Linked DNA regions of Mus musculus: region 1 is linked to region 2. A link is a contact called in public Hi-C data. All regions are on one chromosome and are shown on one strand. Each heading gives the region's core, a stretch centred on a gene start, on an enhancer-like site or on the middle of the called end of the contact. The rest is flanking DNA. Distances are from core to core; before and after follow the strand shown. Region 1 overlaps Tacc1 (transforming, acidic coiled-coil containing protein 1). Region 2 overlaps Plekha2 (pleckstrin homology domain-containing, family A (phosphoinositide binding specific) member 2).

Region 1 (6,632 bases), core at 3,522-6,021, 130 kb before region 2:
TTGGTTGGTCTTTGCTGGGATGTGTGTTGGGGAAGGAACTCCCTCGGGAAAGAGCTTAGAAGAGGCCTCCTTATCTCTATCCCCCTTTACCCCTGTGTTCACGGGGTTAGTGGTGGCAGGTTTGTTAAGCTGTTTCAGCCTATAAAGACTTCAGAGATGGCCTAGCGTGGTGGCACACCCCTGTGCACCAGGACTGGGGAGGCAGAGGCAGGCGGACCTTTGTGAGTTCTAGGCCAGCCTGGTCTATAAAGAGTTTCAGGCCAGCCCAAACTATATAGTGAGGCCCTGTCAAAACAACAGCAACAACAACAACAAGAGAAACAAATAGAAAACCCACAGAGGCTTACTGTGTGGGCCCTGTCCCTTTGTGGTCCTACCCATATTTACAGTTAGTTACCTTTCTTTGAAAAGGAGAATGTTGATAAATGTAGAAGTCTCCACATGATCCGTGAATAACTAGTTAAAGCTGCTATTCATCTTCTATGTTACAATACCTAGGTATTTCAGAGACTTAACCATTGCAGTCTGGAATAGCAATGGAGTTTACCTACTAATACTTATTGCTGGTGTTCTTGTGAGAAATGCAGAATTACTCATTGACATGACTTTGGTATTTAGATTCAGAAATACCAAACCAGAGTGATGGATGGCTCAGGCCTTTAATCCTGGCACTTGGAAGACAGAGGCAGGCAGATCTCCGAGTTCCAAGGCCAGCTGGTCTACAAATCCAGGTCCAGGCAGTGAAAAACAGAAGGAAATTTCACCCCAAAGTGTAGTGATCGAAAAAAATTGTAGTCTTAAAAAAAATGATGTGAAATTCACACCTTAGGGCCCATAAATAATGGTGTTGGGGAATATAGCCATGCTAGCGTGTTGAGGTCTCCCATGTGGCTGCTTTTGTATCTTGGCAGCAGGTTAAGTACTTGGGACTGGAGAGGCTTGTTAACTCTCTGTGCACTTACACCACTTTCAGAGAGTAACTAGGGACTTCCAGCTAACAAAGGAGCGCTGTATACCAGGCTCCTCCCGTACGGGGCCCTTGTGGTCAGGAAAGGCTTCCTTAAGGGAGAAAGGTTGGCTCTGACTGCTTGTCTCCTTTGCAGACAGTGCACTTGAATTTTAAATGACTTCCACTAAAAGATTCAGAGAGTTACGAGAGAGAGAGAGAGAGAGAGAGAGAGAGAGAGAGAGAGAGAGAGAGAGAGAGAGAGAGAAATAAGAAAGTACCAAGAAATGGACCCATCTAATCAAGGACAAACACAGCCATTTAAAAACAGATCTTAGTTTAGTTTTTGAGCCTACGTGGGTTTGAGCATGAACGGGGTGCCAGAGCCTGGGGCTGCCGTTATCTGTGGTTGTGAGCCAAACAAGGGCTCTCTGCACGAACTGTCCAATTCTTAACTACCGAGCCATTTCTGCCATCACCAACATAGACTTCTAACTCGTCGTTATTCAATATTTGTGCTGGGATGTTGGAACTGAGCCTGAGCATATCAACAGGTGTGTTTATTGGAAATATATATATATTATAGTATGTTTATATGTCTAAGACTTAGAACGCGGATCTTGCTGAAATCTTGAGCCCCAGACTTTATCTAAAGTGTTGATCTGGTTGATAAGCAAATACACAAATATTTTTCATTCACCCATACTGAAGTGGTCCATTCAAATCTACAGATATATTTTCCTCAGGATTTGCTACAATGTTTCTTTGCTCACAACAGGGGATTGCTTTATTTGAATTTCCTAGAAACAACGAGACTAATAAGGATACTAAATGTTACCTAGTTTAGCAGTTTAACATGGGTGGCCCCTTGTACTGCGCCCCAGGTTAATGCTTTTATTTTTTTGGTATGATTGGCTCTTTTACAGCTTAATTTAGTTTTTAGTTTTTTTTTTTTTTTATGTGATTTCAGCTTGAGAGGTTTAAAGCTGAAAACCAGGCAGTGTTGCCACATTTCCTCCCCCCCCCCTGAAACCCCCCTCAATGGAGTCAGTATGGTTGTCTCAGTGTAATGAGCTATGGGAGGAAATACTTCCGCTCTTTGATAAAGAACAACAGGAATGAGCTGGAGAGATGGCTCAGCAGGTAAGAGCACTGACTGCTCTACCAAAGGTCCTGAGTGCCTCACAACCATCTGTAAATGAGATCTGATGCCCTCTTCTGGGGCTGTCTGAAGACAGCTACAGTGTACTTGCATATAATAAATAAATCTTTAAAAAACAAACCAAAAAAAAAAAAAAAAAAAAAAAAAAACCAAACACCAGGACTGAGGAACTATCTATGCCAATGCAAAGTGAAGATTTTAGTAACTTTCAAGTCACTTTTTAGATGACGCAAAGGCAAGGCCTTCTTAAGAAGTATCGTAAGGGTTAAACTCACTCCTGAGTTGCTCATCTCCTCTACCTGGGCATCTTACTAAAACTACTAATTTGCTCTGTTAATTTCTGGTGGCAGAGGCATGGTGCTTGGGGGGGGGGGGTGCGGGGCTAGTCCTGAATGCCCCACTGGAACAATGGGTATGGTCTAAAGCCACTTTCAGTGAGAGAGAGTGGGTCTGGGGATGCCAAAAGACTGGGAGTGACGGGCAGAGTTTAAATCAGGCACAGTGATAAACCAACAATTCTAGTGCTGTCCAGGTAGAGGCAGGAGGGTCAGGAGTTCAAGGTCAACCTTGGCTATACCAAAAATTTAAGACCAGCTGACTTATATGAAACCCTTTCTCAAAGCAAACCCAAAACTAACCTGGAGTGGTGGCCCATATTTTTAATTTTAGCAACCAGGAGGCAGAGGCAGGAGGACTGAGTTTAAGGTCTACACAGTGAGTTCTAGGACAGTCAGGGCTACACAGAGAAACCCTGTCTTAAAAGATAACAAAACACTGTCCCCTCCTCCCAAAAGCTCCTGTAATCTCCCTGTAGCAGCAATCCTGTCTCTAGGCAACCTTGGGTGTAACTGTTTCTCATGCTTTGCAAAATCCAGAATAAATAGTGTTGGGAGTCCACAGTTTGTCCCCCAAACAGCCATCCTCATGGAGCTTTGATAGCCAAGGTTACTATTTTTTTTTCTTTTTTTCTTTTTTTTAAAATTAGATATTTTCTTTATTTACATTTCAAATGTTATCTCCTTTCCTGGTTTCCCCTCCGAAAACCCTCTGCCCCCTCCCCTTGCTCACCAACCCACCCACTCCTGCTTCCTGGCCCTGGCATTCCCCTACACTGGGGCATAGAGCCTTCACAGGACCTGGCCCCGCCCACCACACACACACACACACACACACACACACACACAATCAGTGTCAAGTATTTTTGGAAAGATATAAGATCCACCAGTAGTCTGATGCTTAGGAGGAGGCTGAGTGATGAGGCTGAGTGAGGCAGGAGGATCACAAATTTGAGACCGACACAAGCTTCATAGCACCAGAGCCAGCAACAGACAGAGTTCAGTCTCCCGTGCTCCAGGGTGAGGAGGAGGGGTTGAAAATCCAGAGCTCCCTGAAATGTGTTTCACAGGCTTTCCTCTCCAGGGAGTTTGTGAAACAGCCCCCCCCTCCGCCCCCCGCCCCAGTTCACTGTTGGAGAAGACCAAGAGGAAGTGAGAGGCCTTAAAATGTTGCCAGAACAGGGTGTGTGCTGTGGAAAGCATCTCCCCTAAGTGACAGCTGAGTCAGTCGGCCATACGTCTTCCACACACATGAACTTGGCATCCGCTGTATTTGGGGTTCTGAGCAGCAGAAGTTCACCGTAATATTTCGATACAAGCCAACAGCCGCAGAAGTCATCCTTAGGTAGCTGGCCCATTTGCACTGGATCATTTCCTTTATTATTAAAGGTGCGGTGGTACCCGCCCTTTGTCCCAGCACCCCCTGGGACAGAGGCAGGAGGATCTGAGTTCAAGGCCGGCCTGATCTACATTCTACATAGGGAGTTCCAGGACAGCTAGGGCTACATTAGAGAGACCCTGTCTCCCCCGTCCCCACTGCCCCCCAAATTAGTGTCAGCTCTTCAGTTGAGAAGGAAGTAGGAAGGGATCAGTCTCTTGTCTGCGTGGACCTTGTCTGGTGAGGAGAGTGGGCTGTATGGAGATGTATGGAGCCTCCAGGCTCAGCACCTGTTTTTAGGTAGAGAGAGAAGGCTTGTTGGACTTTTGTTTTCATTTTTGTTAGCAGTGCTTGGGATGGCACCAAGGTCTCTCCCAAGGTAGACGCGTGATTTTTCTCCTAGCTGTGTCCCCAGCCCACAAGGGCACAGTCATCCTTTCACCAGTCACTGCTGGCTAAGGAATGGCGCTCAGGCGAGCATGTGGGGCCTGCAGGGTTGGTTCAGCATCCTCACGGTGTGGCATCACCTCCTCCCCCAGATTGACTGGGCCACCTCAGCGGTCACACTGTGCCTTCTTCCACAGCACCCTCTTGGTGGCACAGGTTAGCCCAGTGCTGTGAATACAGGGAGGTGAAGACTCACTGGGAACTCTATGCTAGAGCTGGACACCACAGATCTCTTAGTTGCCAGAGGTGTAATTTCCGCACCCACAAACCTCTCCCAGTTTTCTTTCCTTAGGTCTCTTCTGTGCCGCTTTCCTAGGTCCAGAATGGCCGCCCTTCTGGGGAGGTGTCTCATGCGCCTAAGGTCTGGGGGCCTCCTCTGGCTAAGCATTCTCTTCTCTATTTATCACCAGCCTCAGCCTCCCAGCTGTGTGGGTGGTTGCTGCTTTATGGAGGAAGCAGTTGGTATGTTGAATCTTCCAGTAATTGTTTCTGAGGAGATTGCACGCTGTGGCTGTTTGGCAGCAATGGATTGGAAGTTCCACAATTTCAGGTCTCTGCGTTGCAGCCCCATCTGTTAGCGCCCGTCTTCCTGCCTTTGCTCTTCCTGCTGGGGTAGCGTAGCCCGTAGGCTGGTGCTGAGGGCTCTCTGATCTCTGTCTGGGGTAGAGGCTCTCTGCTCTGCTTGGAGTGTGCCCTCAGTTAGATCCGCACGGCTCCAGTGCCAATGGGTACCTTGTTCCTGAGAGGGGAAGCAGAGCCATTGTTGGTCTTCATTCTCTGGAGAAGGTCTAGGCTGCTGGTCGCCAGCCCTCTTCTTTTCCTTACAGTATGGTCTTCAGAGGAGAATTAGCATCTCCTGAGTTGCGTGACGGATTGCGCTTGGGCTAGAACCTAGGGACTCAGTGCACACTGAGTGGTCTTCCACAGAATCTGCCCCCACCCCACCGCTGTTCTCTTGGCTCTCTTTTTCAGTGAAATAGCATAGAATGCTATTTTGGAGACTTTAACCGTGTGACCACTTTTGTCTGTTTATCAAGTGGCCTTACCTTTTTAAAAAACAAAACAACAACAACAAAAAACCCCAAAGCTTTAGGTTGTGCATGCACACACTGGTGTGTGTTTTGAAACAGGGTCTCTCTCTGTTGCCCAGGCTGTCCTCAAACTTATGATCATCCTGCCTTAAGTGCTGGGATCATAGACGGGTGCCACCAGGTCTTACTTGAGAGTGGGCCTCTGTCAGAACTTAAAACACCATCTCAGAAGAATGGCAGGGGAGCTGGTGCCCTGTCTCCATTCAAAACAAAACACAGAATAGCTACATTTGCCCTCCCTTTGCTCCTGGCTAAGAATTTTGTTTTACATTTTGGAGGTGAGAAGAAAGAACAGGGGGGGGTGGCTAGTTCCCTGCGTTCTCATGTGGGTGGGCAAGTTAGTGTTGGTGTTCTGCCCTGGGTGACAAGCCATCCTAACAGTATAGTGGCCCTAAGGAGACCTGCCTTGACTTAATGTGTCTCCATGCTTCTGAGTGGCCGAGGCCCGCAGGGCTGTCTAGGGAGTGTGAGCTCTGCTGTGCACTCCCTGGACATGGCAGGTGTTCACATACAGTTTAGTTATTCTGTCCCTGGACAATACATTACTTCTCAGTCTTCACTTAAGGGCCGTGTCCTTGGCTTTGTGCTGATTTTTGTTTGTTGCTTTTTTTTTTGGACACAGCGCCACAGTCATCTTGAAAGAGATGGCTTGCAACTTCAGGGAAATCAGAGGTACCAGAAAGTCAGACATGTAGTTGGAGGTTAGAGGTTAAAAAGCAAAAACCCTCCCAAGGTTTGGACACTTGTCAGAAATGCTAATGTGTCCCTGATTGCCATTCCCCTCAGGTCAGACCACTTGAGCGGCAAGGGGTGCTTCCTGCTAGAGCTAGCTTTCCTCCCGACCCCCTGGACTTGTGCATGGGAGACAAGGGCAGGATTTGAGGCCAGTGTGGAACGGGGTCCTGCGGGGCCTCCAGGAGGAAAGGGCCTCAGACGAAGATAGAATGTTAGCCCTGATATAGCTGTCTGTGGAGCCGAGCGGCCTCACCGCTTACTGTATAAATATGCCTTTCTCCTCCATATGAAAAAGATACCCAGCCATGCAGTGGACCCTGACCATCAGCTGTGTTGGAGCACGGGGGCTCCGGGGGATCAGGGAGTGAGGAGTCCCCTGTGGATCATGGTCTCTGGAGAAATTAGTTGGTTCATTTCCCAGACCCCTTGGCCTTGGCTTTGCTGCTGGTTAGGTTTTCCTCAGCTTGACACAATCCAGCTATCTAGGAAGAGGGGCTGTCAGCTGAGAGAATGCCCGGGCAGAGCAGCCTGTGGGGCG
Region 2 (7,128 bases), core at 2,495-4,994:
GATTTGTTTTAAGATGGGGTGGGCCCATGTAACCCAGGCTAGCCAGAAACTTGCTGTGTAGCCTAAAGTCAAGGTCCTTTTGTGTCAGCCTCCCAAGTGCTGGGATTACAGATGAATGCTGCCTTGCCTGACACCATAGTCCCTCCTTCATGAGTAGATTCTACATGGCAGTGCAGCCAGGTCTCTTGCTTGCATTGATATATTTGATGCTGCTGTTAACTCCATAGGAACGTGACTGTGATTCCTTTCTTGACAGAACATCTAATGGAGATCACACACCTAATGATTTGAGACTGATTCCAAAACAAACCTCTACTATTTATCCGTTTGATATTTTGTAGGTATCACCCCAGTTCCTGGTTGAGTATTTGGGGCAATGTTATTTGGCTAAGGAATCAAGGCAGGTATCTAGGAAGATTTTAGGGGCAAGAGCAAGAGCGTAGAGACCAGTGTGCCAATCATGGTTAGATCTTGGCAACTGTGAGCCTCAAAGAAGCTCACTTCAAGACTTGAATCCCTGCTTCTACTTTCAAGTCCCAGAGTCCAGAGAGGTGAATAAGGAGACCTGGGAAAGCTAGGAAGGGGACTGAGAGGCCAGTGTCCTGGGCAGGATGCTGACTGTATGTGGATGGGTTCCGTGCTAGGTGCTGCATCTCTAGGCAACCCTAGTAAGTGGGATGGGTGGAGTGTTCCAGCATGGCTGGACCAGCATCCATTTGGTGGATAATCACCAGATCTTTGTAGGCTGTGATGGGAGTATGAATCTGAGTGATGTAGTCTCCTATGCAGACCCTCAGCAAAACCCATACAAGGGACAGGATTGTAAAAACTAGGTAAAGTACACCAGTGGTCCCGTCTACACAGGCCCGTCTACACAGGCTTTTGAATATACCCAGGTGAGCTCACTCATCTGCCAGCTGCTCTCTGGGCTGCTGGAGAGTTGCCTCTGTTCATGGGCAACATAAATAGACCTTCAGATAAGAGCGCCTGCTGTTTCCTTCTGCTTTGATTAGAATTTGTACGCCCTGAGCACCTTCAGTTGGGAGACTGTTCTGGGAAAGGAGTTAGCTCTCGAGAGCATAGTAGAAGCCTGCTGGATTGAACGGGACTCTGCTAGATCTTGTGGCTCAGAGAAAATCTTGTCTGGACCCCAGTGGCTTTTAGAGTGTTCTTGCAGAGACAAAAGTTAGTACAGTCACCAGGATACCAGTTATGTGGATGATAGAAGTTCTGCCACAGAAGGGTATAGCGAGTATCTAAGACAGCGGTTCTCAACCTGAGGGCTGTGACCCCTTTGGGAGTCGAATGGCCCCTCTTACAGGGGTCACTCAACACCATCCAGCATGTCAGACTTTTACATTATAATTCATAACAGTATGAATTACAGTTATGAAGTAGCAACAAAATTAATTGGTTGTCACCACAACAGGAGGAACTGTCCGTTAAAGGGTTGTTGTGTTAGGAAGGGTGAGAAGCCCTGCTCTAAGGAATAGGACTGACCGTACCAGTTTGTTTGTTTGTTTGTTTGTTTGTTTGTTTGTTTGTTTCTTTCTTTCTTTCTTTCTTTCTTTTTTTTGAGACAGGGTTTCTCTGTATAGCCCTGGCTGACCTGGAACTCACTTTGTAGACCAGGCTGGCCTCGAACTCAGAAATCCTCCTGCCTCTGCCTCCCGAGTGCTGGGATTAAAGGCGTGTGCCACCGCTGTCCAGCCCGTGCCAGTTTCTTAAGGGATGGAGGAAGACACTCAATTGTCAGTCTTCAAATATACATAGATTTGATATGCTCTTTTTATGTATGAAATGTTTTCAAGGTAAACGTTTTCCACACTGATGAAAGCACACTCATGTCTCTCTTTGTCTTTATTTGATATAGGTGAGCATAGCTACCCCAAAGCAGAAACCTAAAACGCCATTCTGCTTCGGTAAGTACTGAGCCACAGTGGCTTTTCGCCATAGACCTGTGCTAACTTCATTTCCGTGGAAGACAGCCCTGTGATCCCATGGGAACTGTATCCTGTATGCATGAGTAGTTTAGATAATAGGGATGTTCTGGGTGCCGAGTAATACCCCTGTGAAGATTTTTAATAACTTGCGACCAGGCACACAGGGGCCAGCAGCATTTTAGCCAGGTTGGCTTCTGCCGGCCATCTGCCTCCTGACCTTCTTCCTTTTCCTCCTCCCCTTCTTCTCTCCCCTCACCCCCAACACTGTCAAAGCTGCCCTGGAACTTTGCTCCTGCTGCACCCAGACTCCAATGTGCTGAGATTGTGAGCCAAGCTGTATTTCTGTTTAAGGTGGACAGAAAGCATCTGATAGAAGTCTCTGGGAGCCTTCACTTTAGAACTGAGCAGTGGTGTACTCAGGACATGATGAGGTCCGAGAAAAGTGGGGAAAGGCAGGGAAGCATTAAAATGAAGGAAGGCATATGTAGGGTCTCAAGATTGCCAGATGAGTTGTAGTTGGGGGCTGGGGGCTAGTGGCAAAGGCGCAGAGCCACTCCACCAATGCCTCAAGCCTGTCTTCAGTTGGTCCGTGAAACCACTCGGCAACTGTATCGATAAGTAGCCCTCGCTCTGAGCAAATGCTGAGGCCTTTCTGTGTCCAGGGAGGCTCTGAGCAGGAGCTTCAGGGAGGCAGAGTCACTTCCTGCTTTGTCACTGCATGCCCTCAGCACATAAGATGACTGCTGGCACATAGTGGGTCCTCAACAAAGAGTTGTTTATATGAATGAAAACAGCGAGTTCTTTGTCACCTCGGCAAGGGCTTCTTGACTTCACTCTCAGGCCAGAGGGATGAAGTGACTTCTTTCTCCCAACTTCAGGTTGACTCTTCTTTTTCCTGTTCCTTCCAAATATTATTGCTAAGTTTAGAAGTCACTCTTAAATTTTGTGGTCAGCTCACTTAAAGATATATTAGTGATAATGATGAAAGTCAATCAATCAATCAATCATCAATCAATCAATCAGAGGTAAGCTGTGATTAAGGGAATGCCCAGAGGGAGGAACAGGTTGAAAGTGAGGCCAAGGCGACGGGTCTCAGCAAGTGTTGTTCCATTTCCCAGGCACAGACAAGACCAGATCATACTGGTAGAAGCAAGCCCTATAGGGTCCCGACTAAGTGTCTTACTGGTGGCATATGAGTAGCTTCATTGTCACCAATAGAGCATTGAAGCCACTGTTAATGCCAGCGTCATTCTGGTAGCTGATAAATGTGTTGCAGGGGTCTGCTGCTTCTGAGCATGCATGTGACTTAACACCCTAGGCGGGTTCTTGATCTTCTAAATGGCCTCATGGGTCTTGTCACCTCAGACACCCTAACTTCCTGGTCTCTTGTGATCTCCAAATCCTGACCCGGTACCTTCTTTCTCCTTCCCTGTTACCTTTATAGTTATCAATGCCCTGTCTCAGAGATATTTTCTTCAAGCCAATGACCAGAAAGATCTGAAGGACTGGGTAGAAGCCTTGAACCAAGCCAGCAAGATCACTGTATGTATACCCTCTGTTCTCTCTGGTAGGGAAAGTGGGGTGTCCCGGCTCTTGACCTCAGTGGGGAAGGGGCAGAGCTCAGAGGGCAGCAGGGCCTTGCCTCAGAGCCTGTGAAGACCCATCTCTATCTAACCTCCTCTTGTCCACTGGCGGACAACTACCAGTGAACTTGAGAGTTTGAGTCTGAACGGAGTTCAAGAGGAAGTTTGTGGAGTCTCTTTTGTGCTTCCTGGGAGGGCTTCTGTCAGTCCCATCCTGGGTGATTGTGGGACACTGCTGACTCATTGTGTGGGGTTGGAAAAGGGATTGCTAACAAGAAGCAGAGGAACTGGGGAAGCGCACGAGAAGGAACTCAGGTCTGTTTCTTTCTAGTTTGGGGGATATTCTTCTTAGTTGCGCCTGGAAAAACGTCTTCTAAGAGCTTTGCAAACTTGGAAACTCGTCCACGGATTGTGTTAAGGACTCAGGTTATCCTGGACATGACTAATGAAGGATCGATTTCCTATTCCCTAGGAATATTTTTACAAGAAACAAAGAAGAGTTAAAAGGGAAGGAAAAAAAAATGTGTTAGCTTCCCAGCACTGTGATAACCTGCTCAAAACAATCAAGTTATAAGAAGGAAAGGTTAACTACAGATCATGGCATTTGTTTTTTGTGGTTCATGGGGTTTATCCCTGTTGTTTCGGGCCTGTGATGAGGCAGGATATTAAGGTGGGACATGCGGTGTTGAAGCAGAGAACAAAACAAGGAGGCACTGGGGTCCCACTATCCCCACAGAGGGCTTATGCCCAGTAACCCAACTTTTCCCACTCCTCCTCATCTCTGGGAAGTTCCTCTGCTTCCCAATAGTGCCCCATGCTGGGGACCAGGCATCGAACATGGGGAATGTTTGGTAAACGGCTTTAGGGGGAAGAGGAGGACAATAGTAGAAAGAAACTCAGCAAGACAGGCAGAGTCTGGTCTACCACAGTTGCTGAAAACTTAGAAATTCTGTGTTGTACAGTCAGAAGTGCTTGTCTTCTCGTGACTTTGAATTGAAATGCCCATTGCCGGGACAAATTATTCTTCCAGAAACCTTAAGGTTCCAATGGATGTTGGTAGATGGAATCTCTGTCTACTCAGCATCTGTATCGTTGGGCTCAAGCAGGGTTAGCTGTAGCTGTTTAAGCAATGTGACAGCTGTTTACTGTTCTGGTCAACCTGCACAGAGAGAGCATGAGGCAAGGCTGGCAGAAGACAGGTTTCGCTGTGTGCTGTCTCTGGGATGTTGGTATGACATCCCACAGGAAATTAGCGAGGGTGGCCTGAGGAGGTAGTGATAGCATTTTAAGGAGTAAAGGACACAACGTTGATGATCTGTGTTTACCTCATATGTAAAATTGAGACAATCGTGCCCCTGAGCTAAGAGGACGCAGTGGAGAGCTGAACACTACACTCTCCATGGCACTGGTTGGGCTATGTTGTGCATTGCTACACATCAGGACACTGTAGGAGAGGAGAAGGGTGAATTTCTGGGTTGATTTGAAAAGGTGGTGGCAGAGTACATACATATATATATATATATATATATATATATATATATATATATATACATACACATACATATACATTCTGCCATGCCCTGTTCATTTTTCTGACTTCTTGTTTTGCTGAGAATTTTTGTTCAGTCTTAACTACTAGCATATATATGAATGTCAAGAGGACAGGGCTCCTGCCTCTTTGTATTCTAACTAGGGTTAGCTCATCCTATAGTTATGCAGTAAGTTTGTTCTGTGTGTATGTTATGTATTTGTATGTGTGTGTTATGTTTATGTGTGCATGTATATGTGTGATATACATATGTGTGTATGTGTTTGTGTGTGTAAGCATGTGTGTATATATGTGTGTGTGTGTATAGGTGTATGCATGTGTATCTGTGTTTATGTGTGTATATCTATATGTGTGTATACATGTGTATATGTGCTTGTGTGTTGTATGTGTGTATCTCTGTGCACAGATGTGTACATGTATATATCTATATGCGTATATATGTGTCTGTGTGTGTTATATGTATGTATATGTATACTGTATGTGTATATGCACATATCTTTGTGTGTGTATGTATGTCTACATTTGTGTGCATGTATGTATATAGTATATGTATCTATATATGTGTATCTATATATGTGTGTGTGTGCATGGTGTGTTTGTATATGTGTGTGTATCTATGTGTATATGTACATATACGTATATGTGCTTGTGTGTGTTATGTGTATGTGTGCATAATTTAAAGGAAGTATGTGTGTTTGTTTGTCTCTGTGTTAGTAAATTAGCTTTCCATTTCTCCCCACATCCTGTTTGTGGTTCTGCCCTCTTCCTAAGTTTTCTATCTCTTGCTGACCATATCACCTTTCTTCCTAGGTACCCAAAGCTGGGACAGTACCCTTGGCCACAGAAGTTCTCAAAAACTTAACAGCTCCTCCCACCCTAGAGAAGAAGCCGCAGGTGGCCTACAAGACTGAGATCATCGGGGGTGTGGTGGTACAAACGCCTATCAGCCAGGTGCTGTTGCTTGGGAGTGCCGGGGGGGGGGGGGGGGGGGTGGAGGGAGGCAGTGAAGGCCTATGCATTGTGCCCAAGGACCTGCACAAAGCATTAGGATGGGGGAGCTAGTGAAGAAGGTGACCAGGATGATATAGTGCAAGATGGATGTGTTCAGTGCCAATGTAGAAGTTGGGGACATGACATCAAGACATCTTGAGGATGTGTGGCCTCTGGGCTTTTGCTTAAGACCCAGGCAATGCACACTCATAAATCACAAAGACAACGGGGCTGAGGGAGGCAGTGAGACTAGACACAAGTCTGCAGTCCCATTTGGGTACTTGTGACTCCTTTAGTTCTAAGTAGTCTTTCCTTCCTCTTCTGAGTCTCTCTAGCCAGCATCATACTTTGGGGAAACACTAGAGCATCGGCTAACTGGGGGCAAAGTCAGCTCTTAGTTCTTCGACTGACATTATATCAAAAAGACCAGAGGTGTGGTGAGAAGGCTGGAAGGATCCCACAGAGGAATGACTGGGGTACTAACAGTGTTGCTGTTTCTACTGTTTCCTTGTAGAACGGTGGGGATGGGCAGGAAGGGTGCGAGCCAGGGACTCACGCCTTCCTGCGAAGGTCTCAGAGCTACATCCCCACGTCAGGCTGCCGCCCTTCCACTGGGCCTCCCCTCATTAAGAGTGGCTACTGTGTGAAGCAAGGGAATGTGGTGAGTCCAGCACAGGGGCTACAACTGGGGTTCTATTCCTGCTGGGGATCCAGTGGGCATGGATGTAGCAGAGGAGAAAGAGAGGAAGAACTGTACCCCTCTATGTTGACTGCCATTGGGTTATATGGTAATTACTTATGGTAATATGTTAACTAGCCATTAGTCCCCCAGAAAGCTTGCCTGTAGTGGTAAAAAGCCTTACTGCCTTCAAACTGATGCAGTTTGCACACTGATGGTCAGATTTCCCTCCTATTTCCCAACTCTTGCTTCGAAGATGATGAGCTGATAGTTGTCTTAGTCAGTGTTTTTATAGCTTCAATGAAACACCATGACCAAAAGCAACTTGTGGAAGAAAGGGTTTATTTGGCTTACACTTCCACATCATGGTCCATCACCACTGAA

What was found. A called contact is a pair of places that touch in the nucleus more often than the background predicts.
Region 1: a Hi-C map of bone marrow-derived macrophages shows a contact between it and region 2, with 36 read pairs. The contact joins two enhancer-like sites. A contact is called at or near these places in 1 of 15 datasets of contacts at CTCF or cohesin (the NIH/3T3 cell line), 1 of 484 Hi-C or Micro-C datasets (bone marrow-derived macrophages), 5 of 115 datasets of contacts at active chromatin or transcription factors (the HPC-7 cell line, bone marrow-derived macrophages, embryonic stem cells and 1 more) and 1 of 9 other capture datasets (bone marrow-derived macrophages).

The regions. Positions count from the first base shown.
Region 1 is chr8:25,189,115-25,195,746 of GRCm38.p6, reverse strand. The region is part of intron 2 of Tacc1 (transforming, acidic coiled-coil containing protein 1); the gene reads left to right. Among named protein-coding and RNA genes, the nearest start is that of Tacc1, 9.1 kb to the left of the region's middle. Within about 2 kb of position 4,771, at least 48 of the 459 cell types and tissues checked have an H3K27ac peak or open chromatin away from gene starts, as enhancers often do. A contact at or near this core is called in bone marrow-derived macrophages and microglia, where this site is marked.
Region 2 is chr8:25,058,732-25,065,859 of GRCm38.p6, reverse strand. Plekha2 (pleckstrin homology domain-containing, family A (phosphoinositide binding specific) member 2) reads left to right here. Exons shown (of 12, transcript NM_031257.3): 4 at 1,874-1,922; 5 at 3,388-3,485; 6 at 5,886-6,026; 7 at 6,580-6,726. Among named protein-coding and RNA genes, the nearest start is that of Htra4, 23 kb to the right of the region's middle. Within about 2 kb of position 3,744, at least 10 of the 459 cell types and tissues checked have an H3K27ac peak or open chromatin away from gene starts, as enhancers often do. A contact at or near this core is called in bone marrow-derived macrophages and microglia, where this site is marked.